Regions from separate parts of the Mus musculus genome. Here region 1 is linked to region 2. A link is a contact called in public HiChIP or PLAC-seq data. All regions are on one chromosome and are shown on one strand. Each heading gives the region's core, a stretch centred on a gene start, on an enhancer-like site or on the middle of the called end of the contact. The rest is flanking DNA. Distances are from core to core; before and after follow the strand shown.

Region 1 (7,802 bases), core at 2,043-4,542, 530 kb after region 2:
CAAAGAAAAAGTGCTTCTTTCCCAAAACCCTACCCAAAGACTCAGAGCACCACGACCTTAAAGAGAGCGTAGTCATGAACTGATTTCCATCAAGGAAGACCAAGGAGCAGGGAGAGTCAAGAATGGGCCCTTATCCCACAGCTTAGATACAAGGTCAGGAGCTTGAAAAGTGCTATTTTAGCAGGAAACGAAAGTCAAGGACAGGATGTGCCCTTGAGTGGAGTATATGCAAATTTTAAAAAACAGCCTGAACAGCATCCGCACCCCGTCCCCTTGGTGATCCAGTATTTATGCATATTTACTTTGCAGCAGGACCTGAAGGCTACAACCACCCCTGTCCAAGTTGTGGTTCGTCAGCACAGGCACATGGTGCTCTCCTCTAAGACTCGAATTTTACCTCAGCATGAGAGAAGACATTTCTTCAGTGCTCATTTCTGAGTTACCTTATTCAACTGCCCAGCAACTCCTCTACCAAACAGGCCTGGCCAGGGTGAACCTGGCCACTTGAGGGAGCCAGGGAGGGACGAGGGCTGACCATTCGACCAGGATGGCCAGCTGCCACAGACATCTCCCTACTCCAGCCCAGACACAGCCCAGCCTCAGAGAGTTTGCCAGTCCAGAGACAAACCTCCAACCATCACTGCCCAGTGTCTTGGGAAACTCTCTCTCTTTTTTTTCTTTATCAAGTTTGGATAGAAAACAAAACAATTAATTTAGAAAGCAGCCCACAAGAATCTAAACATTATTTATGTCTCTAATTATTTCATTCTAGTGGGTATTTTAGTCCCTGTCTGGTCAGGACATTAATTATCTTCATAACTATGGCAAAAGTTAAATAATAAGCACCCACGGCTACAGCACTATGGTAATATGCAAGCTTAAATGAACTTATAAATTTTACTAATGGGTGCTTTATACAACTCCATATATTATAAATCAAACAAGGAACCTATTTCTATCTTTTAAGGGTATGGTGAAAAGGCTTTAACATTATTGAGGATAATTTTTATTAAGTTTAAAACTCTCTCTTTTTTCAGTAATGAGACTGTTATGAGGATAATTTAATCTAGTTTGTCATGAGGCACCCCGGCTTGTTAAATAAGTTAATAAATGACTGTGCATTAATCAAAGTGACAAAGCTATGAAGAGCTAGGGATGGGAGACAATTCTGGTGATAGTATTAATTAGTATTTAATTAGAAACTTAGGTCCCATAAATAAAAAAAAATCATGGTAGAGACATTTATGCAAATTGCTTGGAGCCTGCAGTGGAGTTCTCTGCTCTCAAGAAACACGATTTTTTTTTTCATAACATACTGTACACAGAAGCCCTGTGGCCACATCACGTGGCTTGAATGAGCTCTTCTTTTGTTTCCAATTTGTTCCAATTACAGGCCTGTAAATTCAAATCATTCTTTGGACTGTCCTGATTGAAATGTGGACTTTCCACAGTTTCTGTTGGGAGTTCTCTCCTTCTTTCTTTTACAACAAAAAAAGGAGAAGAAATCAAAAAAGGGGGGGGAAAAAGAGTTTCAGATTCTCCTTTTGCTCTGTTAATTAAGACGTGAGCCACCATTTTCAAAGGACAATTATGGATTGCGTTTGTGTTCGCGCAGTGCCTCTGTTTCTAAGGCTGGCGAGATGTACCTGGGTTTGTTCTATGATCTCATACTGAACACCACGCAGACTTGCTTGCCATCATTTTTTATGATAACCATAACACTTCTACATTTCCTCTCAATAACGCATTTTTGATAAATGGGCAATTTTGATGGCCCAAAAGCATAATAAGCATTTGCTTCTGAATGCCCCCACTCTGCTAAGGTATGGTTCCCCCTCCCCTTCACCCTTTAATATTTGTTGCATTTATTCAAGAAAGGTTATCCTCAGTAAAACTGCTTTTTCTATTCAACAGTCTATCTCTGTCATGGTTCATTTATGTGAAAGCGTGACAGACTGAAACCCGTATTATCCACAGCTGACAAGTGTCAGGGCGACAGTTCAATCAGCCCTTCCTTGAGATGATGCTCACGGCCCTGTGTTTGAAGTAGGACAATAAAGCAAGAGACACAATCGGGGCCAAACTGATCCAGACCCTGTATGTAAAAGGGATCCTACCTAATAACACAGTGCCGATTTTTTTTTCTCCTCTCCAAACACATTAGTCCTTAAACAGTAACTTGGCCCTTAAGAAAATCTGTGACTGACATGAAAATGCTAAGTTTTAACGTGGTTGGTTTATCTGTAACCTCACGGGGCTGCTTCTTTGTGCAGAGTGGTTTTGTCAAAGTCAGAAAAATAATGTATTCAGTGTCTGATCATTGGGGGGGGGGGGGAGCTGTTTGAATGGGATTTTAAGTCAGGCATCCTGATGTTGACACGGGGGATCATTTTCTTGTCCTCTTGTTTTACATTTGTGGAACAGATCATTTGCATCGGCTAATAAAATTAAAGAGAAAAAAAAAAGCATACAAAAGCCGGCTCCCTCCTGCAGCAACCCTTCATCTCTTCCACCAGCCAGGGAAACAGAGTTGCCAAGCCTGTTTCTTTATGTGAAGTTTCTCTAGGACACAGACTGTAATGCAAATAGATACGCAAGCGTAATTCCTCTGCAGCCTGGGTAGCACTTAAACACGAGCGCATATTGAAGCATTTCTGTACAATCAACAGCATGGCCAAAGCCGAGGAAATGCTGCTAACACTCCTTGCAGGGACTGGGGCACAGTAGGCCTTGCTCTCCGGAAGATTCTAGGTCACTGCCAGGCAATGGCAGCGTAGAAGGGAAGGGTGTTCGCCTCCTTAGAAGGAGTCAGAACACTTGAATGCCTTTAATAGGGAAAGAGTCAAAGACCCTCTTCAAGCATCATAAACTCTGTGCGCCAGAAGGTACCACAGGGAACGTCAGATCCAACCCCTGTTCTCTATGGATGGAGCCCAGGCACATTCTGTGACTTCCGTGGTCAGCTTAAAGCTTAACAGCAGACGACTCGGTTTTGTTTCTCTTCCGTCTGGCTTTAGCAGGCAGAGCCAAGTTCGTGGGGGAAAGGTTTGATCAAAAGGAGAATCCAGGTCAGATGGTGAGTAATGGTGGTCTGGAGCTACCAAACGTGACAGGCCGATTCTCTCTTGGGCAGTTTTAGCAGTGTGCGCTGTGTGTTGCTTAATCTGTCCACCCACGCTGCTCTGTCCCTGCTCATCTGTTTACCCACATTCTCTGCCGCTCTCTGCCCTGCCCACCACATCACTCAGACTCTCTGGGTTATCAGCTGCCAGGGCAAGGCAGATGTGGTCAGCCAGGCCCTCCTCCTTTGTTCCTCTCTTGAGTCCCCATCTATGGGGTGGCTGACTCCTCCCAGAACTCTGCTTATACTGAGTGATTGTAGCCCCAGTCACAAGCCCCAGTCTCCCAGTGTCCTCCTGTGACCCTACAGTCATAGGCTTTCATACCGTCACTTAGTTGCTATAACTAAGTCTGCCACCCCACCCCTACCCCTGTCTGTTCACACTATTCTGCCCAGACTTCTGAAGGAGCTCCCCTTGTTTAAGTCTCATTCTGAGCTCAGGGGAGTCCCATTTCCTATTAGGACCCACACAGAACAATGACTCGCAGGACTCTTAAATGGATGTCCTACAACTAGTCCCGTGCTGTTAACATATTTTGAATTCCCTTGGAGAATCCGGTGAAAGCTATAGGCTCTTATCCCAGAACAAAATCGGTGGCACGCATACATGAAGTGACAGGAAGTTCTCAGGTTCCTCAAGGCGCTCTCCATATCCCCTAGGGTGCCCCCAGACTACCAATATCTCCGCTCAATGAATCTTCTAGGAGCCATCTAGCAAAGCTCCATTTGATCGCGGCATGCTTCTCCCATGGCGCTTATAGTGGAATATCCCACAGAGAACATGAGGCCAGGCCTCTCACCACAGCATGTCAGACTTCATTGACAGGGTCCCGCTAACAAAAGAGCCAAAGAGAGGGAATTTAATGCAGGGGAGTTGCTGCAGGGGGAGGTGAAAGGGCAAAGGGGAGGGAAAGGCAATCCAGAGATTAGCACCAGCAGGAAGCCAGTGGCAGGGACAAAGGGGAGAGGTGAGGTCATTGGTACCCAGGAGTCAGGGCCTCCCGGAGAGCCTCAAGAAGACCACCTGGCCCCTGCAAGAGATGTTGTCCAAAGCAGAAAGACTGTCTGGTGGTTTTCCTCCCATTGATCTCCATTCCCTCATACACCACACTCTTCAGAAGTTGGGGGCTGGGGGGTGGGGGGGCGGGGAATGAGAAAGCAAAGGACTGATCTGAGCCTGAACAGGAAAATGATTCCCACAAAGCCTTCATGACCTGACTACCCCTTCCTATGGAACTCTGGCCCCTGGAACCTGGGTTGTTCTGGAAGATTCAGTCTCCTCATATCTTCAGGGTACCAACTATCTGCCAGGCTAGTTCCGAGAGAACAGAGCTGGAGAACGCTACCCAAGAGTTACAAATAATATCAAATAAAAGCAGCAAGATTAGAACAGAGGACGAAAGACTCATTTCCAGGCTTGCAGGGCAGTGTGATAGCTCAGGCAACATGAGGTCAGGAGCTGATGACAAGAATAATCAGAGAAACTTCCATGGCTTCCCCCAGAGACTTGTGATAATGAAACCTAAAGGTTTTGAAACCCAGGGCTGGATACACAGGGGCAGATACACTGATAACTGAGGTTGTACACAGGAATCCTCTAGGAAGCTTTGTGTGTGTGTGTGTGGGGGGGGGGTGATAAGATACAGGGTCCTACCCAGTGACACACTTGAGTCCATACTTAAACCACAAAAGATGGTTGTTGGTTAAACACAGCCACTATGTATATGGGTTATATGTGCTAAAATTAAAATGCTTACTAAAAATATAGTGAAGAAACATTTTTTTAAAAACCACCCCCTCATAGTAACTGAATGGATCTTATGCTTTTGAGGTGGTTGGCTGCCTGAAACTATGGGGACTCTATGTTATAATGTGTTGTTCTTCCTGACTCGGAGTACAGCCTCACTACAGTGAGAGCTTATAGAACACGTGCATCACACAAATTAGCCAGCACAGGGCTTGATTTAGTGTGTGTTGAGTGTGCACATCAGAGGTCAGCAAACCACTGCACATGCACCAAGACTAGGCAAGCATCAGCTTTGTGTGACAGATGAAGAGAAAGGAAAGCAGGGGAGGGGAGGGAAGGGAAAGGAAGGGGAGGCAGGGGAGGGGAGAGGAGAGGAGGGGAGGGAAGGAAAGGGAAGGGAAGAAAAGGGAAGAGAAGGGGAGAAAAGGTGAAAGGATGGGAAGGGAAGGGAAGGGAAGGGAAGGGAAGGGAAGGGAAGGGAAAGGGGAAGGGAAAGGGGAATGGAAGGGGGAAGGGAAGGGAAAGGGGAAGGGAAGGGAAGGGAAATGGACAGGGAAAGAAACTGACACATCTGTCAATCACAAACATGAAGGTGCATAAAGATTTATAATATAGCACTTTATTAACTTTGTTGGCCTCTGGTCTAGACTTACAGAAAGGTTAGTAGTACAAATTAAAATGTGTCACGCTTGTGATGGTTGTGATGCACTGTGAATACCACAGACAATGAGGGAAGGCTCTTCTGTTGCCAGCAACTTTTCTGTGACCCAACTGACCAAGAAAGCTGTCCATCACTAAAGAGCGAGTGGAGACCCAGCTCCACTGCTTCTCCCATGGCATTCACTGATGCTGATGGAAAATACCAACCGACATCCATGTTAGGACTATTCTTGTAGATGGGAATGGAACTTGGAGAGCAGCCAAGTGTTTATCTGTAGATAGGACTTGTCAGATCGTGACCGGGTGAACGGTAGACTCAAGTGTCCTGCAGAACCCAAGGAGAACATTAGCCGCTGGTCTCATCAGGGTATGAATAGGATGCTGCCCATCCCTCCTATTAGCAGATCGTGCACACATGAGCACCTTTGCTTCCCCGGAAATCCAGTTACTCATACCAGAATCCAGTTTTATTGATCTAGGGTGTGGTTCGGCGTGTTTTAACTTCTCTTACACTATTCTAATATGTGACCGTATTCCAAATCCCTCAGTAGCAAACAGTCAAAAAGCAGGGAGAGAACACCTCTAAGAACCTGTCGCCTTTACAAGGGGGTGTGTAGTGCAGTGGGAATTGTGCTTTCCAGGTAGTGCACCAAGCCTTGGCTTGGACCCCCAGCACCACACAAATGGGTGTGGCGGGCGGCACACACCCGTTATCCAGAACTCCAGAAGTGCAGGAGGCTCTGAGGCTTAAGGTCATCATCGGGAAGGAAGACACTTCAAAGTCTGCACAAAGTGCACTGAACAAGAGCATAGGTGGAGTATGTCACATACCTCCTGACGTGTCCCTCCTCTCTCAGAGGAAACTTCTCCTAGAGTACTGTGTGTGTGTGTGTGTGTGTGTGTGTGTGTGTGTGTGTGTGTGTGTGTGTGTGTCCTTCTAGAGCCCTGCTATTGATTTCTCCCCAAAGAGACTCCCACAGTAATTCCACTTAGGGAACCCTCTCCTCCCCCTACTGCCTGTCTAAATCATACCCACTCAAATTCCAGATCAGACAGCCCCTCTCCTATAAGAACTCTCTACCCTTAAAATTTTTTTTGGTTGTGAGCCTAGCCTTTAACAGCTGAGCAACAAAACACATGAAACTCAAGAAGAACGAAGACCAAAATGTGGACACTTTGCCCCTTCTTAGAATTGGGAACAAAACACCCATGGAAGGAGTTACAGAGACAGTTTGGAGCTGAGATGAAAGGATGGACCATCTAAAGACTGCCATATCCGGGGATCCACCCCATAATCAGCCTCTAAACACTGACACCATTGCACACACTAGCAAGATTTTGCTGAAAGGACCCAGATATAGCTGTCTCTTGTGGGGCCTAGCAAACACAGAAGTAGATGCTTACAGTCAGCTATTGGATGGATCACAGGGCCCCCAATGGAGGAGCTAGAGAAAGTACCCAAGGAGCTAAAGGGGTCTGCAACCCTATAGGTGGAACAACAATATGAACTAACCAGTACCCCGGAGCTCTTGACTCTAGCTGCATATGTATCAGAAGATGGCCTATTCAGCCATCATTGGAAAGAGAGGCCCATCGGTCTTGCAAACTTTATATGCCTCAGTACAGGGGAACGCCAGGGCCAAGAAGTGGGAGTGGGTGGGTAGGGGAGTGGGGGGGGGGAGGGTATGGGGGACTTTTGGGACAGCATTGGAAATGTAAATGAAGAAAATACCTAATTTTAAAAAAGATTAAAAAAAAAAAACTCTCTACCCATCACATTTCCCACTCCAGAGCCTGCTTGACCCCTTTCTAACAAAATGTTTCTTATTTAGCTACCCTAAGTCCTCTTTTGAGGACTCTCTGTTAGGCAGCTGTGGCAGACGTGGTAGTTTTGACTATTGAATCCTAAGCCAAAGCTAACTGAGGGCATGGATCAAAGCTGTTTTCCCCCTGATGGACTTGTCAGATGTGATGAAGGCACACCAGTTCCACTGACTGATACCCTGCAGCCATCATTTCAAGAGCAGGAGGTACCCAGTCGGCGTGCAGAGGATGGAAGGCACACAGAAAAAGGGAAGGAGCTGGGTGTTAGGGCCATCAGATTCACAGTACCAAGCCCCTTTATTCCTGCCTTTGAAAGTCTTGTTTTGTATGGACAATCATTCCCTGATTGTTCAAGACACTCCTCTGGCTTGCCCTCAGCCAAATGCAATTTCAAGAGACATGCCAGTCCAGAAGCCCGACCAAGAATGTCCTCTTACAACTCTTAATGCC
Region 2 (6,778 bases), core at 2,359-4,858:
AGGATTTATTCAGCTTACATTTTCCACATTGCTGTTCACCACCAAAAGGAGTCAGGACTGGAACTCAAGCAGGTCAGGAAGCAGGAGCTGATGCAGAGGCCATGGAGGGATGTTACTCACTGGCTTGCTTCCCCTGGCTTGTTTAGCTTACTTTCTCATAGAACCTCCTGTATTACCAGCCCAGGGATGGCATCACCCAGAATGAGCTCCCACCATTGATCACTAATTGAGAAAATGCCCCACAGCTGGATCTCATGGAGGCATTTCCTCAAGGGAGGCTCCTTTCTCTGTGACAACTTCAGCTTGTGTCAAGTTGACTCACAAACCCAGCCAGTACACTCATGTAGCCACATCTGATTCACAATCGTGGACCTGGACAGAAGCAAATCAGTGGCTGAGTTGAGCTTCCTTTGGCTCCATGAGGGCCTTGATGGTTTCAGCATGGCATCGGCATGGCTTACCTGGACATTCGGTCCTCTTTTGTGCTTCTTGGCAAATGCAGGTTCCTGAAGAACTTGAGGGTGACTCTTAAGAGAGTCATATCATTGTGACCAAGTTTGTGTGTGTGTGTGTGACACTTCTATGCCACTTTCAGGACTAGCTGTGTGTGCTGTAGTTCTTGGACTTGGCCATGTCTGCATGGTACCCTGTGGCTCCCCAAGTGTCTGGGATGGAAGGGAAAGAGAAAGCCTTCTAGTCTCTTAAACATGTAGAAACACCATCCGCCAGGCGCATAGGCTTATGTCCACCCCATTCTCTTAGAAACTGGGGTGTAGCAGGATCGTTAACAGTGTTTATTTCCCTAGGCTTAATGTATTAATTAAAGATCATATTCTTTGGTTAGGGCCACTTGGTCAAATACCAAATAATATATTTGAGAGAAGACATGGCAACATGGGGTTCTAATAACATACTAAAAAAGTAAAACTGGCTTCTCTCGTCTATAAAATCAGTCTACTGCGTTAGTACTTTAATTCAGGGACTCTAATGACTGATAAATGTACTCAGACACTATGCAAAAAAGTAACTACACTGTGGCGTAGAGTTACTCTGAAATGAATATATTGGTAATAATTATCATTAAGCATTTAACTAAGAGCAATTTTGCTGTTTTTTATTTTTTTGTTTTAGCTTAGAAAAACATTCTAAGTAGCATTTTAGAAGGCTTGGATTTCTTTAAAACATCTGTCTGGGGGAAATTCGGGCTAATTTCTCATTTATTCTCATCTTGTAAAAAATCCCATTAGTAAGCAAGTGCATTCAAAACTATCCCATTGATCTTATAACTGTGTTTTATAAAAATATCCTGGAGGGGTTCCCTTTTGTCCCACGGGCTGAGTGCAGCTGCGAGTAGTTCAGTGGGGGGACTGGGAAGTTAGGGACAGGCCCATGGTCCACTCCCCAGCCTGTACTTCAATAGTACAGGGGACATGGGGAAGGGTCTGGCTTGTCTATTATGCTCTGACCCTGTGCCTTGGGAACACATTGTGAGACGTGCAGACAGCCGGGAATCTATTTAAGACTATTGCGGAAGTTAATAGTCATAAAACGTTCATTTGATGACAAAAACCACAGTTGGCCACTGTTATAAAAGGCTGTTGGTAATACTCCCTGTAAAGTTACTCTCTCCAAATTTAACCTCACTTTGTTTTTCTGTTTCCTGAGGACCTTCTGGCCATACCAGCTCAATGCCGTGATAAGGACACAAGTACATAGTGATATTTTGGGTGGAGAACAGGTCAAGTTTCCTGCTATAGTTATATTTTCCTTAACAGTTTTTTTTGGGGGTGAAGGGGCACTGCTGGAGACAAAATCAAGGCAAGCACTGTACCTCCCAACTGTGCCCCGATGCCCACAGACTTTCTATCAACTCACAGAGCATCTGAACACAGCCTCTTTCCCCATCTCTTCCATCTGCTTGTCTGTTCGCCTCTTACCCCTTCGCCAGTCTTGGAGAGAAATCTGACTCTTCCAAGTGCAGCAGTATGTGGAGTACTTAGCGTATGTCGGGCATTATGTTCTCCATATCTGTAGGTCATTACATTGACTCCCTATGTGAGGGAAAGATTCTCGGTCTCTTTTCCAGGGAAGCAAGCTAAGGTGCCGTGTGGTCCGTTAACACTTAACAGCATGCACGGATATTAAATGGCAAGCTGAGATTCTATAACAAGTCTGTCCCACGTGGTGTTCATGCTCCTAACCACTGCACGGGACAGTCTTGTCCTGGTCTGTCCTTGGACGAGAGATCCTTGTTTATGGTGTCCTATGAGGCACCCATAGTTTTGATATGTGTCACTTCCTCGTGGAATTTATGCTTGAGATCTCACAAAATATCCTCTGTATTCAGATGATATTCTCAAAAACAAATATATCTTCATATCTTTGTTATACATATATTTTTTCCCTTAATGTATATATATGTATACCATGTGCATGGCTGGTACCTGTGGAAGTCAGAAAAAGGCTCCCTAGGTACTGGAATTACAGATAGCTGTGAGCCACTCTGTGGATGCTGGGAACTAAATCTGGGTCTTCTGCCAGAGCAAATGCTTTCAACCACTGAGCCATCTCCCCAGCCTCTCACATCCAATTTTACTGGGTATTACTCTGCACAAGAAAGTCCGCTTGAAACCAGGGATTTCCAGAGAGATAAAAGCCTCAAAGAACAATGTTCCGATATGGCTTGCCACTGAAATGGGAAACTCTTTGGTTCCTTCCCTTCTATTATCAGTTGGGGTTTGGCCTCTGGGTGCCTCAGAAATGCTCCCTCCTTTAGACTCCAAGGGAGTGGCAGCCCAGCCTCATTCTGCTCATAGCAGGCTCCCTCTTGGTAATGTTCCCTCCCCTTGCCAGGACCAAGGGTGGACAGCTGTGGGGCTGTTCTGGGTAGAGTCTTGCATGTGCACAGGCAGGACTTGCATGTGTGCAGACAGAACTTGCTCTCATCCTCTATGTCAAACCCATTGTCCGAATTCCTTAGCTAGACTTTGGGTGGTGGTGGTGGTGGTGGGATCAGACATTCTGTACCCTGAAATGGGGAGTGGTTTTGAAAAGTGTCCTCAATGATTACACGAGAGCAAACTTCCAACAGTAACTTCTTTCAGTCTGTGTATTGCAGAGAACTTTCTTCTTTGCACACACTGTTCATCTTATTAGTATTCAAAGTGCTCTGACTTTCCAGGATCATTCATTAGAGACTTAGTGTCTAAATGCATAGAAGTCTACAAAGCGTCAGTGAGAAGGAGGCAAGACATGCCAACTCTGCTTTGTTTTTCTGTTTCCTTGTATCAGATCCTGTTTTCACCAGATGAGGTGGCACATGCCTTTGATCCTAGCACTTGGATGAGGCAGAGGCAGGCCCATCTCTGTGAGTTCAAGGTCAGCCTGGTCTACAAAGTGAGTTTCAGGACAGTTAGGACCATTACACAGAGAAATCCTGTTTTGGACAAACAAAACAAAACAAAACAAAACAAAACAAATCAGATCCTATTCTCCATTCTGCTCTTTCTAACACCTGCTTCTCTTTGTTTTTCACCGCGTACTGTGTATGGTTCTAGCTGGGAGTCCTTTTAAGCTGTACACAGTGATAACAGGATCTAGTGTGCATCCTGTGGAACAGTTGCGAGCACAGGATGTGGGCAAATGTGTTCCCTGTCCTGGTGTGAAGCGCATGGGGTACTCAGCGATGCTGAACTGGGAGCGCTGCTGTGAGATACGTGACACTCTCCAGTGAACCAGAAAGGCTGGCGTGAGATCATTTCCTTATGAGAACCTCCGAGAACCATGCCGTGGTGACTCCCCAACCAGTTCTTTCCTCTAGTGAAGTCAAAACTTCCCGTTCAAGAATTCAAAGAAAGGTTATTAAGTATACTATTCTGCAAATCGCTCCATACTCAAATAAATTGGGACAATGGTGGAGTTAAATGAAGCTAAGTGGTTTTCTTAGTGGCAGCTGCATAGAGCCTTTAAGACCGAGTGTCCATTTTAATTGTTCACAAAGCGGTCTGTCGTGTGCGGCATTTCCTAGGTATTTGACCACAGACTGCATTTCTTTTGGTCATAGTAAGTCTATTAATAGCTGCGAGTACAGCGCGCCAACAGTTGCACTTCAGGAACACTGGAAATCTTTGTCGAATGCTTTGAAGGCTCTTGTCAAAAATACATGTATTACCCAGGAAGGAATGCAACTGACCACCATTATCCAAGAATAAACTGGCTGAACTCAGCTGCCTAGTCTACATGGCAAGACCTGAGGACAGCTTCTAGCAACTTTTGCTCTGAGTGTGAACTCCGGTTCTGCCATTACTATGTTCCTGTGGCTAATTATGACCCCACTCCTCCCCTTTCTGGCTCTGTAACTTGTGAGTCTCACAGGGTTGGGGGTGGGGCTCATAGCTGACACAGCCCTCCAGCAAGACACTGTACAAAGCCCTGCCAGTTGCAGACATTCTCCAGTTTAAAACGAAAAAAGTTTCCTTCCAACCTAACTGACACTAATCCTGACCTACATCTTCTCGTGGCTTTGTCAGTGCTGAAAAATGTGACTGTAATCAAATACAGGTGCTAAAATACAGGGCAGGGTGTGAGTCAGAGATGGAAGTGAAAAACCACAATGTTTAAGGTTATTGTAGGATAACATTTCTGGGCAGTTTCTCTCTCTCTCTCTCTCTCTCTCTCTCTCTCTCTCTCTCTCTCTCCTTCCCTGTATGTGTGTGTCTACCTGTGTGTATGTACCTGTGTTTCTCCCTGTGTGCATGTCTACCTGGGTGTGTACCTGTGTGTGTGTGTGTGTGTGTGTGTGTACCTGTGGGTACACAGAGGTCAATGTCCTGCGTCTTCCCCACCTTGGCTTTGGAGATAGAATTTCTCAGTGAACTCAACACTCACAGGTTGATTGGCAAGCCCTGGGGACCAACACCCACCTCCCCTGTGCTAGAGTTACAGCCTTGTTCCAACATGCCTGCCTCTACTTAACTTCATGGTTCAGAAGCATACACTTTATGAATGGACCCATCTTCCCCAATTGGGCAGTTTAAAAAAGGCAGAATCTTCAATGGACCGTAAGTTACAATGACAAGCCATCAGGGCGTCCCTTGGGGCTCTTTGTCATGCAGCAAAGAGCTTAGCAACCTTCTGAACGATAAGTCAGAATCGAGGTCTTTAAGATCATTTGGGTGCTGGTCTTAAAAAGCACTTTCATGCATCTTATCCAAAACTTGGCTTCCCCACAAAGCTTTTGTACTCTAGAGCACTGTTCAGTTTATATAAAGTACACAGAGCTTCCCTCACACCTGCCCTCTCTTCCCAGTTCCTCCATTACCGTCTCCTGTAAGTGTGGGAGACTTGTTATAATCCATGAGCCTAGGTTGATACGTTTTAGATAAAAACCCATTGCCCGTAATTGGGAAGGGGGTGTAGACACATGGAGTGGGAAAAACAGGGTAATAGTGGGAAAATATGATTAAAATAAATTATATATGTATGTGAAACTATTGTAATGAAACAGATTATTATGTTTAATTAACATGTGCTTGAAATCCATAGTCTGCATTAATGTTTGCTCCTCTGTATGGGTCTTGACAGATGTGCATATCAGCGTCCACCATTGTAGTATCATCTGGAATGTTTTCCTTGCCCCACATACTCGGTACTTCACCTATTTATCCATCTCTGAACTGGGATCCACTGATCCTCCTTCCATGGCTGTAGTTTTCCGTTGCCATGATATCATGAAATTGGCCAACTTGACTTTGATCCTTATGACAGGCCTATAGCTAGACAAGTTTCCCTGACTTTGTGATAGTGGAGATGGAGGCAGGGAGCCAAAGTGCTGTCTTGTCTGTCCCACAGAAGAAAGCGCCCCGAGCTAGGTAGATGCTAGCTAACACTGTGAGCATCCGGCCAGTCTCAGAAAGGAACCGATTGTCAAGGACACCAATGATTAGCTTATAGGAACCCTCTGGTCCTGGCACGGCACCTTCTGATGGCAGCTAGGAGGATGACTGCGCATCTTCAAAGGAAGCGAGATGCATGATGTGGGCCAGGTGAGGTCCAGGGATGATGTCAGAGATGATGGGTTTGGTGCCCTGTAATTAAGTCCCTGCCTGACTCAAAGGGCTTCACTGAGTCATCCTATTTGTCCTCTCTGCTGCTATTTATGGGATTCCCAGTTGCTGACATTTTGGTCACACAACCAGCCTTGCCTGAAGCAACGTCGCACTCCTGGGGTGTTGAGAATAAATAGGGTGACAGGTGGTATGGGAGAGTCAGCTTTAAGAATATATTAGTAGCTGGTTCTTTTTTTTTTTTTAACCCCACATGCTTAAAATACAAGTACCCTAAAAGAAAATCCTAGAATCTTTTAGTGGAGAGCTTCAGGCTGTTAAGACTTCCCGGGAGGTGGTGAGGCAGAGGCTCTGCTCAGCATTATTGAAAATTCTGGAAATGAGGGGACAACGACTCAAAAGCCAGATGGAGTGGCTTATTTGTGGTTAAAACCAGATAACAACGGCCTCCTCAGAAGCCATGCTTCTCTGAGTATATTTCTCACTAGAAGGCGATAACAGCAAACCTCTCAGAGGTCAAGGCAAGTAATAAGTATAGCCCAAGCGAAAGGCATGATTCAAGAAAGATGAACGAAGGCGTTGGAAGCCCTGAGGGAAACACCCCAGAGCCAGCAATGGTGGGAGCCTTTGACAAGCTCAGGCCTACAGAGCTGAGGAAACGGACAGCTACCAGGACCTGCAGAGGACTAGTTACAGAAGCCTGCTTGACTCTG

The links. HiChIP or PLAC-seq counts read pairs in DNA pulled down with a chosen protein or histone mark.
Region 1: a contact with region 2 is called in an H3K4me3 HiChIP or PLAC-seq map of bone marrow-derived macrophages, with 3 times the contacts expected there. The contact joins two enhancer-like sites. A contact is called at or near these places in 2 of 115 datasets of contacts at active chromatin or transcription factors (astrocytes and bone marrow-derived macrophages) and 1 of 9 other capture datasets (embryonic stem cells).

What each region holds. Positions count from the first base shown.
Region 1 is chr13:107,616,444-107,624,245 of GRCm38.p6, forward strand. No RefSeq gene overlaps it. Among named protein-coding and RNA genes, the nearest start is that of Gm32090, 7.5 kb to the left of the region's middle. Within about 2 kb of position 3,293, at least 99 of the 459 cell types and tissues checked have an H3K27ac peak or open chromatin away from gene starts, as enhancers often do. A contact at or near this core is called in bone marrow-derived macrophages, where this site is marked.
Region 2 is chr13:107,091,018-107,097,795 of GRCm38.p6, forward strand. The region is part of intron 3 of Gm31452 (a long non-coding RNA gene); the gene reads left to right. Among named protein-coding and RNA genes, the nearest start is that of Gm41051, 27 kb to the right of the region's middle. Within about 2 kb of position 3,609, at least 137 of the 459 cell types and tissues checked have an H3K27ac peak or open chromatin away from gene starts, as enhancers often do. A contact at or near this core is called in bone marrow-derived macrophages, where this site is marked.